Regions from separate parts of the Zea mays genome. Here region 1 is linked to region 2. Evidence: chromatin contacts called from public Hi-C data. All regions are on one chromosome and are shown on one strand. Each heading gives the region's core, a stretch centred on a gene start, on an enhancer-like site or on the middle of the called end of the contact. The rest is flanking DNA. Distances are from core to core; before and after follow the strand shown.

The links. A called contact is a pair of places that touch in the nucleus more often than the background predicts.
Region 1: a Hi-C map of tassel shows a contact between it and region 2, with 5 times the contacts expected there. The contact joins the promoter of LOC100273803 here to the promoter of LOC103644324 in region 2. A contact is called at or near these places in 2 of 25 Hi-C or Micro-C datasets (ear and tassel).

The regions. Positions count from the first base shown.
Region 1 is chr1:305,087,406-305,090,360 of Zm-B73-REFERENCE-NAM-5.0, reverse strand. LOC100273803 reads left to right here and starts at 1,443. Exons shown (of 3, transcript NM_001148205.2): 1 at 1,443-1,502; 2 at 1,616-2,097. The coding sequence starts at 1,812. It overlaps LOC100383630, which reads left to right. Exons shown (of 12, transcript NM_001366826.1): 12 at 1-160. The coding sequence ends at 12.
Region 2 is chr1:304,859,227-304,862,150 of Zm-B73-REFERENCE-NAM-5.0, reverse strand. LOC103644324 (glutamic acid-rich protein) reads right to left here and starts at 1,482. Exons shown (of 3, transcript XM_008667533.4): 1 at 888-1,482. The coding sequence starts at 980.

The sequences.
Region 1 (2,955 bases), core at 194-2,693, 230 kb before region 2:
ATCCAGTTTTGATGTAAAGAACGCTGTCAGTATATATAAAATAAAATTGTCAACCCGTAGATATCTCAGTATGTGAAAATGATACGGTTGGCACTGGTTCATCCAGTCTTCAACGACATGACACCCTGTCAGTTTGTGAAACAAGGACGTGTTTGGTTTGATGAATGAGGTGGTACATTTCTCTCTTACTTCTTATTTTTATATTTGGTTTTTAGAATAGTACGAGTTGATTCATCACCATTTCATTCCTCGTAAGCTAATAATTAGTATATAAGTAATGAATGAGTTGATCCTATGGAAATTTATAGATGAAATTATGATGCATCATATTATAAAGCATGAGTGACTCTACGAACCAAATAAGTGTTGTTTTTGCAATTGCGGCCATGATTGGAGTTGGAGCTGGAGCGGCTATAGCCTGTGTGTCACTGGTGATGACAGGACAGGAGCGTCGCCGGCTATAGCCTGTGTCTCTGTTTGGCACGTCTTTCGTCTTCGGGCCCAGTCCTGAGGGGAGATGTTTGTGCCCTCGTCCTCCCAGCTTCCAAGTCTAGGAGCTCCTGCTCCTTGATGCTGGCACAGTGGGATAAAATAAAAATCTACATCAGACAGTGGTTGGCAAATTGATCTGTCTTCCCAACAGGCCACAGGCCTCATCTGCTCTGGCCTCTGGCACGGTGGTCACTGCAGTGCTCACTCCCGTCCAGCATGGCTCGAACCTGCCTGTCGCCTTTACTCACCCCTGTGCCGTCATGCTGACGGCGCTCTCAACTCAGGGTTAACGGGGCCAAAACCCAAAAGGATATAATTAAATTACATCCATTCGCCCATTTTTTAAAAGAAAACAAAATAAATTAAATCAAGTTTTTTTAGATGAAAAAAATGCAAATGCATTGCTCGTAACTTTTTTTAACTAAAATCCCTCGAAAGCAAAGCATGCCGGAGGAGACTTTCGGGATCACATTGCATGCCAAGGCGCCATTGTTAATCCAAAAGAACATAAAAGGCACACTCCTAATATATCTCTCTCTCCACGTCGCCTTTCGCCGTCGTCTTTTGCTCACCAACTCCAGCAGTGTGCGACTCCGTATCCCTAAAACGCGCGGCCGACACATTCTCTCTCCTCTCCGTATCCGGCTCCGTTTCCAGCAACACTCCCCATCCCACTCCGCATGCAGTCTATGACACCTGGGCCCCGCCAGCAGGCGCGCGCGCACGCAGAGAGTTGCGGAGAGGAGAGAGAAAGTGTGGAAATGGGGAGCGCAGGGACACGGCGTCCATTTTGCGGAGAGGGATGCGGAGTCTGCTGGAGCGCGCAACAGTGCCTCAGACCGCGCAAAATGGGGATGCGGAGTCGGATACGGAGTCTTGCTGGAGTTGGTCTAACGCTTCGCCTTTCGACCCCCCTTTCCTCCGACTTCTTTCAGCAGCATCCCCTAGTCCTCGCCTGGACTCCGCGGAGTCTTTGGTTGCTCCGAGTTCCTCGCCTGGTTTTCGGCAAGGTGAGCTGCTCCTTTCGCCGTTCCTCTGGGAGTTTCCCCGGTTGCTTGTTGCTTCCCGTTTTCCTTCTCGGTCTGCAAGGCCTTCTGATTGCTGGCGGCTCACCTTTTCGCAGGCCAAGGAAAGGTGGTCACTTCACTTCTGTTTTTTTTTTTTTACTGCCGCCGCAAACCTCCGCTCCTGTGCCATACCGCCATTCCATTCTTAATCTGGGCGCCGAAGAAGAGAGGACGGGAGCGAGGTCCGGTCGAAGAATCGTAGCGGATTGGGGGAGGGGGGAGCGGCGGCGGCGGCGGCGGAGGCCGGTCGGTATGATTCAACTGCTGTTCCTCGTGCTGTTCGCGGAGGGCGCGGTGGCGCTGCTCCTCATGGTGAAGGTCGGGCCGCTGCGGGAGCTTGCGATGCGCGGCGTGGACCAGGTGAAGACGGGCAAGGGCCCGGCCACGGTCAAGACGCTGGCGTGCACGCTCTCCGTCATCCTCATGTCCAGCGTCGCCAGCATCCTCAAGATCCAGAACAGGGGGCTCAAGCTCGGCACCGTCAGCCCCATGGACCAGGTGCTCTGGAGGACGCACCTCCTCGAGGCATCCCTCATCGGTGAGCATCCCACTCCGCCCTTCTTTGCTTATTCCTCACTCACGGCAAAATGCCAGTAGCTTAGCGTTGACAAGTGGGGTTTTTTTAGAAGATTATTAATGGACTGGTGGTATGGATGCTTTGACTCAGTAGTGGTTGGCTGATCGTTGCTCAAATGCGTAGCGTAGGTGGTAGACAAAGTAGAAATCTAGCACCCAATGTTTCTGGATTCAGTTGCCAATCTAGAACTCGATTCTCAGAAGGGCAGAAATCGCAGGCTCTCTGATCCACATTTTGTATTGGACCCAGGGGTCTTGCCTAGTCTGAAATCTTGATTACAAGGGTCTTACTTTACCGTCAAGGATTGCTGCTTTTAGTAATCACTGTTTAGTAGTACAGTAGTCAGCAGCCATCTCATTTGTTTACCTGGAGAGTCAACTGTTCAAGAATAGGAGGTTAGAATAGTCTATTAGGATACTATAAGAACTCCCACTAGATTGCATTTCGATGACTCTTGTTCCTTGCTCCCTAGTCCCTAGGCAAAAAAGAAAGATGGTACCATGCTGTAGCAACAACTTTATCTTCAGTAATTGTTTCGTTCTGTTGGAATTTAACTATAGTCGTTTTTTACAAGTTCTTGGTATGGATGAACTGTCCGCTTACAAGTTCTTGGTAATTGTCTCAGTCAGTAATATTAAGGAGATACTAGATAAGGTGAGTTCTCAATGTAACGTTTGTCCTCCAAACCAAACCTTTGTAATTACTCTAGTGCTGTTTGCTTTAGTTAGTGATCTCAGTCAAATACCAGTATGGCTTAGTAATCTCAGTTATAGCTTACTTTTTCAGAATGGTGATGTGCAAGCTAAAAAATAGTTTGGC
Region 2 (2,924 bases), core at 233-2,732:
ACTAACCAATCTAACTCTTCGTGTTTGCCTTCAACTATAGATGAAAAGATATCGATGCAAGGTGGTCTACTCTCTATTGATGGCTTGAACATTTTTTTCCCACAGTTGGTAGCTACCAGAAACGACATCTGACTATAACAATTATTCACATTCTAGTTTGTACACACGTAGACAATTTTTTAGCCTTGGTAATCATATTAAGCTGCCTTTCAAAAGCGAATTCTGTTGCCATGATAATTGCACTAAAATCTAACCTGCAATATCAACCTAACGAATAACCCCAAAAAATGTTCGGAATTTGTGACATATGCATTTCATGTAAACAGGGACACGCCTTAGTGAAGTATTGAATAACAATTCAGCAAAACAAACTCTTTCCAAATCTATCTCAATCACTGAACCAGCCACACAAAGGATCCCCAAAGTAACGCATTGTGCGTCCTACTATAACGCCTATTGCTATTAAAGTCGGAGGCCCTGACCGGCTTCCGCGAACTCTGGAAAGGAGTAAATACTGATTCAGCAAGACTTAACACTTTCCTAGTTCTAGTTTGCCCCCCAACCGGCAAACCGGAAAGGATGCGACATAGAACGCCTTATGGATCCTGTAACGCCCGCGATCTCAGCTACGGGAGCTAAAACGCTGCTAGAATTTCTCAGACAGGAACCCTAACCAGCCTGGTCTAGCTCCTTATTTCTCCCAATTGAATGCCAGCTAAGCTGAGACTTGGGGGGATAATAGCATGTAAGTACAGGCCTAATGCGTCCAAGTCAGTCCATCCTATTCCTATCCTATATGAGATAGTCAGTAGCACCTAGCACGAGTGGACGACGAGGCGATCGATCAGTAAGGCAGGGTGCGGGGTGGGGTGGGGGTGTTGTTCCACCTTGTCAAGCTGCTGCTGCTGCGAGGCTAGCTGGGCGTCGGGGCGCACGGTCTTCTCATATCGTGGTGGCGGAAACGGGAAGCAGCGAGACATGGCACGGCCGCCTCGGGCCTCGGATCACCCACCCCGACCTCCTCCTCCTCCTACTTGACGACTGCTCCTCTCAGGCCTCAGCCTCAGCCACAGGTCCTGTTCCTCGTCCTCCCGCCGCCGGCTCACTCGTCCCGCGCCAGGGGCCACCACCACAGGCATGCCCTACGGCCTCTCATGCCCGGCGCCGGCGCCGGAATCGCGGGGATCTGGGCGCCGAATTCCCCTCCGCGCGCGGGGGGATCCAAGGATCCAATCCAATCCAATCCGGGGCGCCCCCGCGCGAGCGCGACCGAATCGGGCGCCGCGACCTCCCTCTCGTTTTAGTTCTCGTTTGCTCCGCGCGCCCGCTGTTGTCTCGTGGCGCCGCGTCGGAGTAGGGTTGAGGAGAAAGAGGAGGCGGGGGGGGCGAAGAAGAGGTGGAGGATTGGGGCACTCCACCGCGAGCGGAGGCGAGTGGAGAGAGAGAGAGAGAGAGAGAGGGGAACGGGGGAGGAAACCGGGCAGAGGACACTCTGGGTGGGGGTTATATAGCACGGGGCTTGGGTGTGGGGCCCACCCACGCAGCCAGCTGCTGTGCTGGTCTGGTCTGGTCTGTGCCTGTCTGCCTGCGTGACTTTGGCTTTGGCTGCCCGACCCAAAAACCTATGGCCTGTTTTTTTCCGGGGGTTGGAATTCGAACCGATGGCTTTATATTTGTTTTTTCTTCTTTTTTCTTACAAGGAAGAAGAAAAAATTGCCAATTCGAAACTGGTCGGCAAAAATCACGAGGTGGTCGTACCGCGAAACGGCATGGGCATGCCCAGTGAAAAGCGCGTGACGCGACACGCTTCAGGTGCATCCTCTGTGAGTGAGTGAGAGTCGATCGGGATTGGAACTGACGAACAGTACACTAGTGTTAAGTAGTTACTGCTACTAGTGTACCGTGAAGTAAAGTAGGAGTACCAGGCAAATCTCGCAATAATTCAAGGCCTGATCTCACTCGATCAGCAAGGAAAAAAAAAACAAATCGATTATGTTGGGAGAGGAAATACGCATTCACTCGAGTCAGAGCTAGAGGCAGCGCTCTTCACTCCACTCTGCGGGCGCGCTTAGAGGTTTAGAAATGGCTAGCTAATGGACCAACTAATTGTTAGTTATACCTCACAAATAGCTATTAGTTGTTAGCTGCATGAACCCGGCTAATAACTTATTAGCGGACTAATAATTAGCTCAAGAGGTTTGGAACGGGGCCTAAGAATGATACAGAATGTCATAACTAACTCTATTGTTCATGGCACTAAAACCACACAAATTTCTTAAGACTTCCTATGTGTCATTTATGCTAAAATAAAATTGAACTAAATCCTCTTATGGCATGTTTGTTTCCTTGGAAATGAAACTCATTCCATGAATAACATTCTAGATATTAGATTCCTAAAGAAAGTAATTCCTTAGAATTTGGTTCAGTTCAATTTTTTGTTTGGGTGCTAATGGAATTGTTTTCCATGAATCAAATTCAATATCCTGTTTGGATAGCTATATATGGAATTTACATATTTGGAGGGAAGTAACCACATCAACTTGTACATGACAAAATACACATGTTTCTTGTGTGCACATGTGCCTTGATGAGTCATATACATGTGCAATAGATTAGAGACAAGTTTTCACCCTACAATTTATCAAGCAACATGCATCACGAGAATAGTAGTAATAATGCAGATTTGTCTCAAATGTCTACATATCATTGGAACACATTACTTGCCACTCAATGTGATGTTCAATTCACCCAACATAAACTAAGACAGCAACATCAACACACCCAACAACAGTTCAATTCACCCAACCACAACTCGGTTCACTTTTTAAGTTGCTTCAACAGCCATCTCTTCCTCAGGATCACTGGAAGTGCCAATAAGGACTCATACTTGCGTGCATCACCTGTTAAGATATCAAACAAGTCTA